Regions from separate parts of the Rattus norvegicus genome. Here region 1 is linked to region 2. A link is a contact called in public Hi-C data. All regions are on one chromosome and are shown on one strand. Each heading gives the region's core, a stretch centred on a gene start, on an enhancer-like site or on the middle of the called end of the contact. The rest is flanking DNA. Distances are from core to core; before and after follow the strand shown. Region 1 overlaps Atxn2 (ataxin 2). Region 2 holds the start of Pheta1 (PH domain containing endocytic trafficking adaptor 1).

The links. A called contact is a pair of places that touch in the nucleus more often than the background predicts.
Region 1: a contact with region 2 is called in a Hi-C map of Schwann cells, with 2.6 times the contacts expected there. The contact joins the enhancer-like site here to the promoter of Pheta1 in region 2. A contact is called at or near these places in 10 of 12 Hi-C or Micro-C datasets (the A7r5 cell line, the Rat2 cell line, Schwann cells and 6 more).

What each region holds. Positions count from the first base shown.
Region 1 is chr12:40,415,967-40,421,201 of GRCr8, reverse strand. It overlaps Atxn2 (ataxin 2), which reads left to right. Exons shown (of 25, transcript NM_001419737.1): 22 at 2,114-2,259; 23 at 2,763-2,990; 24 at 4,770-4,938. Among named protein-coding and RNA genes, the nearest start is that of Sh2b3, 26 kb to the right of the region's middle. Within about 2 kb of position 2,316, at least 21 of the 93 cell types and tissues checked have an H3K27ac peak or open chromatin away from gene starts, as enhancers often do. A contact at or near this core is called in Schwann cells, where this site is marked.
Region 2 is chr12:40,373,949-40,379,147 of GRCr8, reverse strand. It overlaps Pheta1 (PH domain containing endocytic trafficking adaptor 1), which reads left to right and starts at 1,338. Exons shown (of 4, transcript NM_001376816.1): 1 at 1,338-1,494; 2 at 2,857-2,939; 3 at 3,370-3,467; 4 at 4,597-5,199. The coding sequence starts at 4,614.

The sequences.
Region 1 (5,235 bases), core at 1,067-3,566, 41 kb before region 2:
GGAAGCTTGGGTTCTACCAATCCCTGCCTCTAATTAATTACAAACTCTTAAGAACATGGCTGAGAGCATAGCTCATTGGTAGACTGTGTGCTTAGTGTGCTGGAGGCTCTGGCTTCAATCCTCAGCATAAACTGTGAGTGAGTGAGTACTAAAGCTGTTTGGTCCCGATCCTGGCTGGATATGGTGTCCTGGTGTGAATCTACTTGGAATCTCAGGGATGGTGGGTTCCAGGCCATCAAGCTATAGAGGAAGAAGGAACAAGGGGAAAAAAATCTTTTAATTCTCTTTCCAGACGACAGTGTCAAGACTTTGCATTTTCCCTGTTGACAAATGTCCTTCTGAGACTTGACAGACATAATTCTGTCGCTGCAGTGGCTCTGCTCCCGTGGTGGTGGTGGCACAGCATTCACTAGAGCTCCCTTCAGGGTGGTTTGTTGTTTGCCCGCTGTTCTGGGACTGGAGCTCAGGGCCTTCTGTGCAAAGCTCTGCACTGGCTGTGTCTCCAGCCTTTTGTTTACTTTTTAAAAACTCCTTTCTAATCTGAATACTTAGGAATTCATTGCTAATGGAATTTTAGAGCTTGAGCTTCTGTACCCACTATCTTTATGAGACCCCATAAGTAGACATCTAGGATTGCTTTACCTCACTGGGACTTAACATTGTTTTAAGGAAACACTTGATAAACACTGGGTGGGGTTTTAATGTTTGTGGTTTTAAAATGAGACATTTGGACCAGTTATCACCATCCAGCAACCTAGTCTACATTAGCAGACCCTATCTCTAAAAACAAGTAGTTTTAAGTGCTATATGGTCATGCGTGGCTTTTAACAATCAGCAAGTTAGAAGACAGACTGCTCTCCCTGACTCCCTGAAACATTGTGACATTATGCTGCTTGGTGTTCTCATTACACATCTGTTGACCCACCTGTGTGTGGACACACATTTGTGTCCCGGAAGCTTTCAAAGGTTCTGAGCACAGTTGCCTTCATCAGTCTCAGCTGGATACTGAGGGACATTGGTGGGAGCTGTGGCCTTGGTGGTTGGATACAAAGGCCATGCCAGCTCGGGCACTCTGCTTTGTCCTCTCAGATGCATTCGCCATTCAAGACCACACATTGGAAATAGGATGCCCTGCCCTGCACTGTGACATCTCAGGAATGTTCCCTGTCCCTTACTTAGCTGGCATGCAGCCAGAGTCCTCCATGCTGGCTATTCTGGGAGCTTTGGTGCTGACCCTAAGTGGTTTTGCTTCTCTGTCACACCATATCAGTGTTTGCTGACATGTTACCCAAAGTGCATGAAACTGTGGCAACATCTGTGTGTGGGCGTGGCTGTGGAGAGCTAAGGGCTCAGATGAGATGTGCGTCCTGAGAGCAGTTCAGTTTCTGCTTGATGTTTAGTTGGTGCTTGGTGCCCTGAGCTACCCAGACTCAGTAGAGTGAGGCCTTCCCTGGCTTCCATTCTCAGCATGATGCTCTGTAAAGGCATGGTTCACTTAACACTTGATCTCCTTGTTTATCCTCCTAGATGGACAAAGAGCTGCCTCCGGGTCTGTCTTTGTGGTCACATTAAAGAGATGTTAAAAAGCTGTTGCTTTGGTGTTGTTCTAGATAACAGGGCGGGGCGGACAGTCTCCTCTCCAGGCCTTGATTAGGAGATCCTCAGCGGGGACCGAATAGTGAAGTGGGCATGTGACTGACTGAGATGGCTTGTGCACAGGGACCATTCCTGGGCAGTAGCATGGTGAGGTAATCAGATGCCGACCTTGTAAGAGAGGCTGCACTGTCTTCATTTGGGCCAGTGTGTGTCTGTTGGAGTTGTTTCTACCTAAGCCTCCAAGAGAAACAGGGACTGTCTGAGTAAAGTCAAACTGACTCAGTGTTAGCGCAGTGTGTAGAGCTATAGCATATGGGTCACATGCTGGCCTTGTCCGGCAGAGCCCTTCCATCTATTTTTCGGACTAGACTGGGCCTGCTGTACAGGGCTTCAGAGAATGGCAGTGGAATGAGTTATACTGCAGTGGTCAGGAAAGCACTGTAAATTAGGCATAGGTGGGCTGGCAGGGGTCATCGATGTGTGTCAATTGTACACATTCCTTTTCCTCTCACCCCAGTTTCCACCGGCTCCCTCGCTCAGCAGTACGCACATCCTAATGCCACCCTGCATCCACACCCTCCACATCCTCAGCCTTCGGCCACTCCCACCGGACAGCAACAAAGCCAGCATGGTGGAAGTCATCCTGCACCCAGTCCTGTTCAGGTAAGCAGAGGCCTGACCTGTGCGTGCACAGCTGCTCCCTTGCTCGCTTGTCCCTGCCACTTTACTTACAAGACTCCGTGTGATCAGGGCCACCATCCTCAAGCAGCTGCGAGCTGTTGTGGGTACAGGGGAGGTCTTGAAAATGTGCGTCGAGGTAGGCCATTCCCTAAGGGTGAATGCCAGAAACAGAAGTGTTAAAAGGCTCTTAGTTAAGTATAAAGCACTCTGGAATTTCATTCTTGAAACCAAGCCATAATGCTGCCTTCTGTTGGCTTCCTCAGTCACACGTGCTAATGAGGACAGTTAAGGCCTTGTTTGGGCTTGTAACTGCCCAACTGAGACTTGGGCTCGAGTTCCAGAAAAGACCCTCTGGTCAGGGCATGCCTGTGCTCTCCCTTCTCACCTCCCTGGGGTGTGGTGGGATGTGCTGGCCTGTTGCTGTCACTCTATGATGCTCTGACCCCAGTGGCTTCTCAGTGAAGAAGTTTCCTATTGCTTTACAGCACCATCAGCACCAGGCCGCCCAGGCTCTTCACCTGGCCAGTCCACAGCAGCAGTCGGCCATTTATCACGCGGGGCTGGCACCAACACCACCTTCCATGACACCTGCCTCTAATACACAGTCTCCACAGAGCAGTTTCCCAGCAGCACCACAGACAGTCTTCACCATCCATCCTTCTCATGTTCAGCCGGCATACACCACCCCACCCCACATGGCCCACGTACCTCAGGTAAACCAGCACTAGCCAAGTTTTTGTGAAGGCCACATAGGGAGTGGTGGTGGTCAGATAAGCAGCAAGGAGCCAGTTGCTCCCCAAGCCAGGAAACCCTGTGTGTGGTGCCATCTGCCTGTCTGCCCCTTTCCTGCTTAGTACGTGATCTTCTGGCCCTCAGTGAATGTTGCTATGATTTTGTGATGGATCAGTGAAATTGTGATTTAGCATTTCCCAGCTGAGACCTAAAACTCTGAGTCTGGAATGCACCCCAGTCCTTTCCTTTCTGTGTCTGCTTCGCTCCGTCTCTCTAGCTTCACCACTGTGTATATGTGTACACATACAGACACCTCTACACACGCACATGTGAGAGCCCGAGAGCAGGGTGGCAGGCAGCGGTTCTCAGCTCTCTGAGGGGGACTGCACTGGGCCTGTTAGCTTGAGTTAGTCACAGGAATTCTGAGAAGTGTCCCAGTTGTTTTGCCTGGTTACCTCTGCTGTTATCCTGTACTGTGCTTCCTGAGCTCGGGCCTTGGACTATGGTGCAGTGGAACTGAAGCTCCAGAGTAGCCCCAGGATCATCTGGAGTTTTCTTACCCCCAGTGTAAGGTCTGAGGTTGAAAGGTGTGGTTGCTGATAGAGCCAGGGCAGCCCAGGGCCATGGAGAGGCCCTCTCTATAGCTGTTAGCGTACGGTGGCTGCATCAGATGTTTCTGCTATTTTTGATCATGGTTCCCTGAGGTGGGTCTCACTTAGAAGAGTTACTGAATGATTCTATTTCCTGTCTCAGTGTGCCAGTGAGGCTCTGGCAAGGTGTGAGCTAAAGATGCCGTGTAGTTGGGTCTCTTGCAGAAGGCTAGCTTGTTACTGTCCTTCCCCTAGAATATACTCCTGTTGATTGGCTGGCAACAGTGGGGAGGGCAGCCAGTTTGGTCAGTGTGCTTTGGTGGAGTGAGACTTAAGAGAATCAGGGTCCTGTGAGTGTCCAGCAGAGGTTGTGAATTTATGTGTAAGATGGGCTCACCCCAAACCTCACTTATGTGTTTTGTCAGAGAGTAAGAGGCTAATATAGGGAAAGCAGAGAGCCACAGGCCTGTTTGGAGGTGTGAACCAGTGCTTTGCTGGTGTGATGGTCTAGAGCGGTGCACAGGATGGGAGGCAGGAAGCAGCTTCTTCCTGCTCGGCCCACTCCCTGCAGAGCCGAGGTCGAGCTTACCAACCCCGTTAGCTGACATCACCTTTCTAACTTAACTTTGTTGCCACTTGATATGGAGCACCGGGTTGATCCAACTTCAGATCACTCTCTGACATCATCTCAGTGGAGCCAGTAACTGCAGCCTCTGCTCCATCAGCTAAGCTTTTAAAGGGAGGGGCCTAAGTGCCACTTCACCCTACTTTGGGGAACCCATCATGACTGGGGAAGGGCGGAAGAGGAGACTCAGGAAGCTGCTGAGGGTGCTGGGGAGGCTGCCCCCCTGCAGGCCCTTGTCAGGCTTTCTGACTTGAAAGGGGCATTGATATCTTTGGCCATGCGCCATAGCTAAGAAAGTGCCCTTCCCAACCTAATAGAGGCCTGCTTTTGGTGAAGACCTTACCCTGTGTGGTAATCTGAGCAGACATGTTGGGGACTAGGAGGCTGTAGCCAACTTCCCCATTTATCCCTGCAGGATCTACCTCACAGTGACCCAAGAAGTCCATCTTGCCCCTTCTTGAGCCCTAGTCCAATGAAAGGAATAGTTGACTTGTTGTTTAAGAAGGAGATGTTGCCTGTATGCGTAAAAGAGCTCTCTGTTTCAGGCTCATGTACAGTCAGGAATGGTTCCTTCTCATCCAACTGCCCATGCGCCAATGATGCTTATGACGACACAGCCACCCGGCGGTCCCCAGGCCGCCCTCGCTCAAAGTGCACTACAGCCCATTCCAGTCTCGACAACAGCGCATTTCCCCTATATGACGCACCCTTCAGGTGAGGCGTGTGTGTGCAGGGGCCGCCGGGGCACCCCGAGTTCTGCTCGCAGAGGTAGAATGGCAGGCAGGACCAGTGCTTCAGGCTGCAAACCTGACTAGCAAGGCCCGACCAAGTGTGCACAGGAGGGATCGTGACGGTCAGGGAGCATCAGAATCTGTGTGTGTTCTGCTGGTATCAGGGTTGGCTTGAGAAGCAGCAGCCTCATTCTGGGTAGCTGATGCATGCCGAGGACTCAGTTGGCCTTCCTGGTTATGTATGATAGGCTGGATAGGGCACGCGTGTTCCTTCCCGAGT
Region 2 (5,199 bases), core at 89-2,588:
CAGCCCCCTAAAGACTGCATTTATGCTCAAAATCCTCCACGGGAGAGGCATCAGAGGGCGGGAAATAAATCCCCCAAATTGGGAGGCAGACAAGAGGCTCTCTGTGAGTTCAAGACCAATTTAGTCTACTAATTAATTTATTCAGTAAATTAATGATTTATCTAATAAACTACCAATTTATTTAATAATTATTAATTAATTGTAATTTTGAATCATAATCTTGCTACAGCTATATATGTATGTGTACGTATATATGTACACGCGTGTGCACACACACACAGTCCTCTTACCTCTTCCTCCCAAGGCCTGAAATCACAAATACTACTACCAAAGCAAAGTTTTCCCAAAGTTCACAGGGTCCTACGCAATATGGCTTCCTAAAAGTGCAGGTCTCCAGTGGGTTAGGTCGCTGCTCCTCAGTGGCCATTCCTGAGAGTTTGTCTTAGCCCTGTACTCCTGCTGTTGCCTATTCCTGCCTCACACCAAGTTAGAACTGTTTGTTGATTGACTCTTGGCTATTTCTCTCTGGATCGGTCTGCACCTTAGTAGGCGCTAGTGAGACGCTGTGGAATCCTGGTCTGTCCTGTTTTGCTCTTGTTCTCCGGATAGGAAGAGGAGGCAGATAGACCAGGAAGTGAAGGATTCTGGGAGGCGGGTCCCTGTGATTTTTGGGAAGCAGGGGAAACCCCAGCAATTCCTACTCACTGGAAGCGCTTGCAGTTCAGTCACACCCTGTAACTCTTTGTCTGTATATTTTACATAGACTCCCAGAGAAGCTGAGGAACTGCTCTGGAAGGTCACGCAGGGGTGCAGTGGGTCGGTGGTCCTCCAACTCTGCTCACTTCTAGAACTTTCTTCACCTGGGCAAGTGTTTGGATGGCTCGGTATCCTCTGCGTTTACAGCAGACTTTCTCTTTCCTTTTTTCTCTTTTTTTTTAATTTTTATTTTCGAGACAGGGTTTCTCTGTGTAGCTCTGGCTGTTCTGGGCTCACTTTGTAGACCAGGCTGGCCTCGAACTCACAGAGATACTGTGTGTACCTTGAGCGCGCCATGGTTAGCAACTTGTGGGAGTCAGTTCTCTGGAACCTTCTACCTTACAGGTCACCAGGCTTGGCGGCAGGCGCCTTTACCCGCCTCGCCGCCTCGCAAGCTTTGTGTCTTAGCTGCGCCAGTTTTTCCTCAGCTCAAATCCTCAGGTCTTCTGGGACAGAACTCTGGGGACTCCTGACCCCGGCACGGTCCCTTTAAGAGTGCTTTTCAGGCGCGGGCGTGGGGGCGTGGCAAACCAGGAGGCGGGGTCTTGTGGGGCTGACCAATGAGCAGGCGTATGTGCTTCAGGGGCGGGACCCTACTGGGCGGGCCGCTCAGGGTTAAAGGGGCGCCCGCGGGTCGCCGCGGCTCGGCCTCCGGGAGACAAAGCGCCCTCTCGTAGCCGCCCCCGAGTGGTTCCGGGCCATGGGCGGGACAGGCCATCGCGTCTGTCCCACTTCTAGGTAAGGCCGGGCGGGAGGGGACTGCGACGGGGACGGCATCCGCGCAGCTGTCGCCCGGGACTCGCCCGCGGCCTCCATCAGGGCCGGGCCGAGCGCCGCCTGGACTTGAGGTTGTGCAGCAGTGACTGCCTCAGTTTCCCTCAAGTCCTATCCTTGGGGCCAGCTGTAACCCCACGGATGGTGGGGTCATCGCTTGTCTTAGATTTTCCTATATTTATTTTTTGTTTATGCGTGCGCGTGTGGAGGTCAGAAGACAACTTGCCGGAGTCGGTTCTTTTAATTCTTCCACTTGGTTTCTGGGAATCGAACTCAGGTCAGAAAGCGTGGCAGCAAGCGCCTTTATCCGTTTTGCCAGTCCTGCCTTTTTGTGGGTTTTGTTGGTTTTTTTTTTTTTTTTTTTTTTTTTTTTGGTTCTTTTTTTCGGAGCTGGGGACCGAACCCAGGGCCTTGCGCTTCCTAGGTAAGCGCTCTACCACTGAGCTAAATCCCCAGCCCCGGTTTTGTTGGTTTTGAGACAAGAGTCTTAACTGCATAGCCTTGGCTGGCCTGGAACTCACTATGTAGACCAGACTATCCTCGCAGAGATCCATCTATATCTTTGCATCAAAGGTGTGCACCGCTATACCAAGCAAGTGTCCGTTTTTTGTTGTTGTTGTTGTTGGTGGTGGTGGTGGTGGTGTTTTTGTTTTTGTTTTAAAATAAACAAAACAAAACAGGGTCTTGCTGTGTCTGAGTCAGGCTGGCCTCTGCCTTCCAAGTGCTGGAATGGCAGGTGTGAGGGCCACTTTGGGTTTGTCTTATTTTAGAATACTCTCCCTAAAGTTTGTCACGGGCTGTCCTTATGTTAGCTCAGCTGAGCCTCCTTGAAACCCATTGAAGCAACTGAGGTCTGGGAAGTGCCAGTGACTGGTCTTCCAACCTGGACCAGCGGGGACAGCAACTTGGTCCCTAAAGTATCTTGCTTAGGTCCTGTTACTTGTAGCTTGGTGCGCTTAGCAGACTTTGAACCTGAATACAGCAGGACAGTTGGAAAGTGGGGAGCGCTTGCTCCCTCCAACGGGAAGCTAGAGCCTGTGTGTTTGCCGAGCCAGAGCAGGCAAGGACTAGGGACCTGGCTGGGCCTTCTGTCTGTTGGTGACCTTGGGCCAGGGTACCCCCACCTGGGCAGTTGAGGGAGGATGGCTGATGGGCCGGCCCCAGGCAAGATAGTGTCAGTCTAGGTGGGGAAGAAGGACCCAAGGTTTCTGCCCCACTGGGGTGTTTGCTCCGAGCCCTGGTCTTTTTCACATCTATGAATGTGGGATGGGGACCACCCCTTGTCCCAGAGTCCTCATGTTGACAACGGTTTGCTTTGTCGTGTAGGCTCCTGAGCACACACTACACACTGGACACTCAAATCCAGACGGAAAAATCCTCCCCTTCCAGAGCAGGCATGAGTGATCCAGGTATAATTTCCAGCGGGGGTGCAGGATAGTGCCGGGTGGTCTGTTTTGGTCAGAGGGTGCCACCTCCTCCTTCTAGGCAATAGTGAAGCCTGGGAGGAGGTAGGAAAAGAAGGCACCCCAGGGAGGAAAGTGTCTGGTGTATTTGAGCAAGGTAGCCAGGTGGCAGGCAGAGGTTGGGGAAGGAGCTGAGATTCGGGGTTGGGCTGGGCTAGAGGCAGTTAGAAGTCACGGGAGGCAAGAGTCCCTCTGTGGTCCCAGGGGAGGGCCCTAGAGAGGTGATGTTACCTTGAGGCAGCCAGATAGGAAGGGACAAAGGTGGAGCCGCCGCCAAGTATACCGTCAACGGCTGCCACAGACAGAGGGCCCGGTTCCCTGTGTCCAGTCTCATTGCCATAACCTTGACTCCGATAGTTCTGCTCTCATATTATAGACAAAGAAGGAGAGGTCCAGAGAGACTGACTGTGTGCCCCTGAGGTGACCCAGCCTGGAGACTGTGAGCCACCTTGGGACGGGAGTGAGCGGCTTGCGGTAGGTTCCGTGAGAAGTGGGCCTGTGAGTCACGTGCGACTGATTTCGGAGGGGTGTATGAGTCATGCGTGCAGAAGGAAACAGAGGCACAGAGAGGGACAGCTGGCATAAGAAGCCACACAGCAGCAGGAGGCAGACTGGGGATTGAACTCACCTGAGCCTTCAGGGGCTGAGGCTCCGGCCCCATTGCCCTGGGCCAAGCAGGTGTTAGCCTCTGGTTCTGCAGGAAGCTGTCCCTGACTCCAATGTGCATGAGGTGGCAAAAAAAAAAAAAAAAAAAAAAAAAAAAAAAGTATTGTTTGGCAACAGCTTCTCCCTCCACCCAGGTCAGGTGGCACAGCCTGGCCCTGCAGAGCCATCACCCAGACCTCATCCCTCCAGACGTAGAGGGGGTGGCATTAGTTGAGTGCCTACTGCATTCCTGACTCTTTGAAAGGATGGCAGCCATCTGGGTGAAGTGAAGTCGTGACAGGGGACCCTTGGTTGCAGGGTCTGTCTCCTCCAAGTGGCCACACTGGTAACACACGCACGTGCCACTCCCTGATAAGCCCTACTGCCTGCTGCTGCCCCAGTGTGTGCTTTCTGGGAGGCATGTGTTAGAATGCCCTGTCCCTTCCTCCCTGACAGTCTGGACTGATCCTGCATTTTATCTAGGTTATTTTCCAGCAGCTCCAGAACTCTCCTGCTGCCCCCACAGCAGGAGGATTTACCTTTGTGTTTGCCGTTCTGTACCTGCCATCCCCACCCCCACCCCCATCATGCTCTTCCCTATGGCTCCCTCTCTCACATGGGACCTCCAGGCACTAGCAAAGGCTCCAGTCAGCTCGTTTTGTGACCTTTGCTTTGTGGCTGACCTCGCTGTGCCTTTGTTTCCCCATCTGACACATGGATGCGACCAGAAAACTAGCCCATACCATCCAAGGTCATTGCTAAGTGGAGCTAACCTATGCTAAGTGTCTGTCGAGCTGAATGCTTAATGTACCTTTCCAGGTCAAGGGCACCAGGAACCCTCCAGGTGGCCGTGTGAGACTCGAGTTCGCGGGCTTGGGGTGGGTATGGGGAAGGAGGCTGCTGGTGGCCTGGGAGTCTGTGATCCTAGGAGTAACCTCTGCTCCTATGCTGGGGACAGGTGCAGGCCTCGTGGCCATGAAACTCAACGAGCGCAGCCTGGCCTTCTACGCGACCTGTGACGCTCCGGTGGACAATGCGGGCTTCCTGTACAAACGTGGTGGGCGTGGGGCCGGCTCGCACCGGCGGTGGTTCGTGCTTCGCGGCAACATACTCTTCTACTTCGAGTCGGAATCGAGCCGAGAGCCACTGGGCGTCATCCTGCTGGAGGGCTGCACGGTGGAGCTGGTGGACGCCCGGGAGGAGTTCGCCTTCGCCGTGCGCTTTGCGGGTGGCCGTTCCCGGCCTTATGTGCTGGCAGCGGACAGCCAGGCCGCCCTGGAGGGCTGGGTGAAGGCACTGTCCCGGGCCAGCTTCCACTACCTGCGCTTGGTGGTGCGTGAGCTGGAGCAGCAGCTGGCAGCCATGCGCGAGGGAAGCCCGGCCAACGCCTTACCCGACGCCAACCCAAGTACGGTTTTGAACCCGAAACCCAAGGAGAACGGCCGGGCGGTGTGGAGCGCTCTGCCTGAGCAACCCGCTGTAGCCCCCCGCCGCCCACCACTGCCACCCCGCCGCAGGGCCTCCGCGGCCAACGGGCCCTCGGTATCCTTCGCCCAGCTGC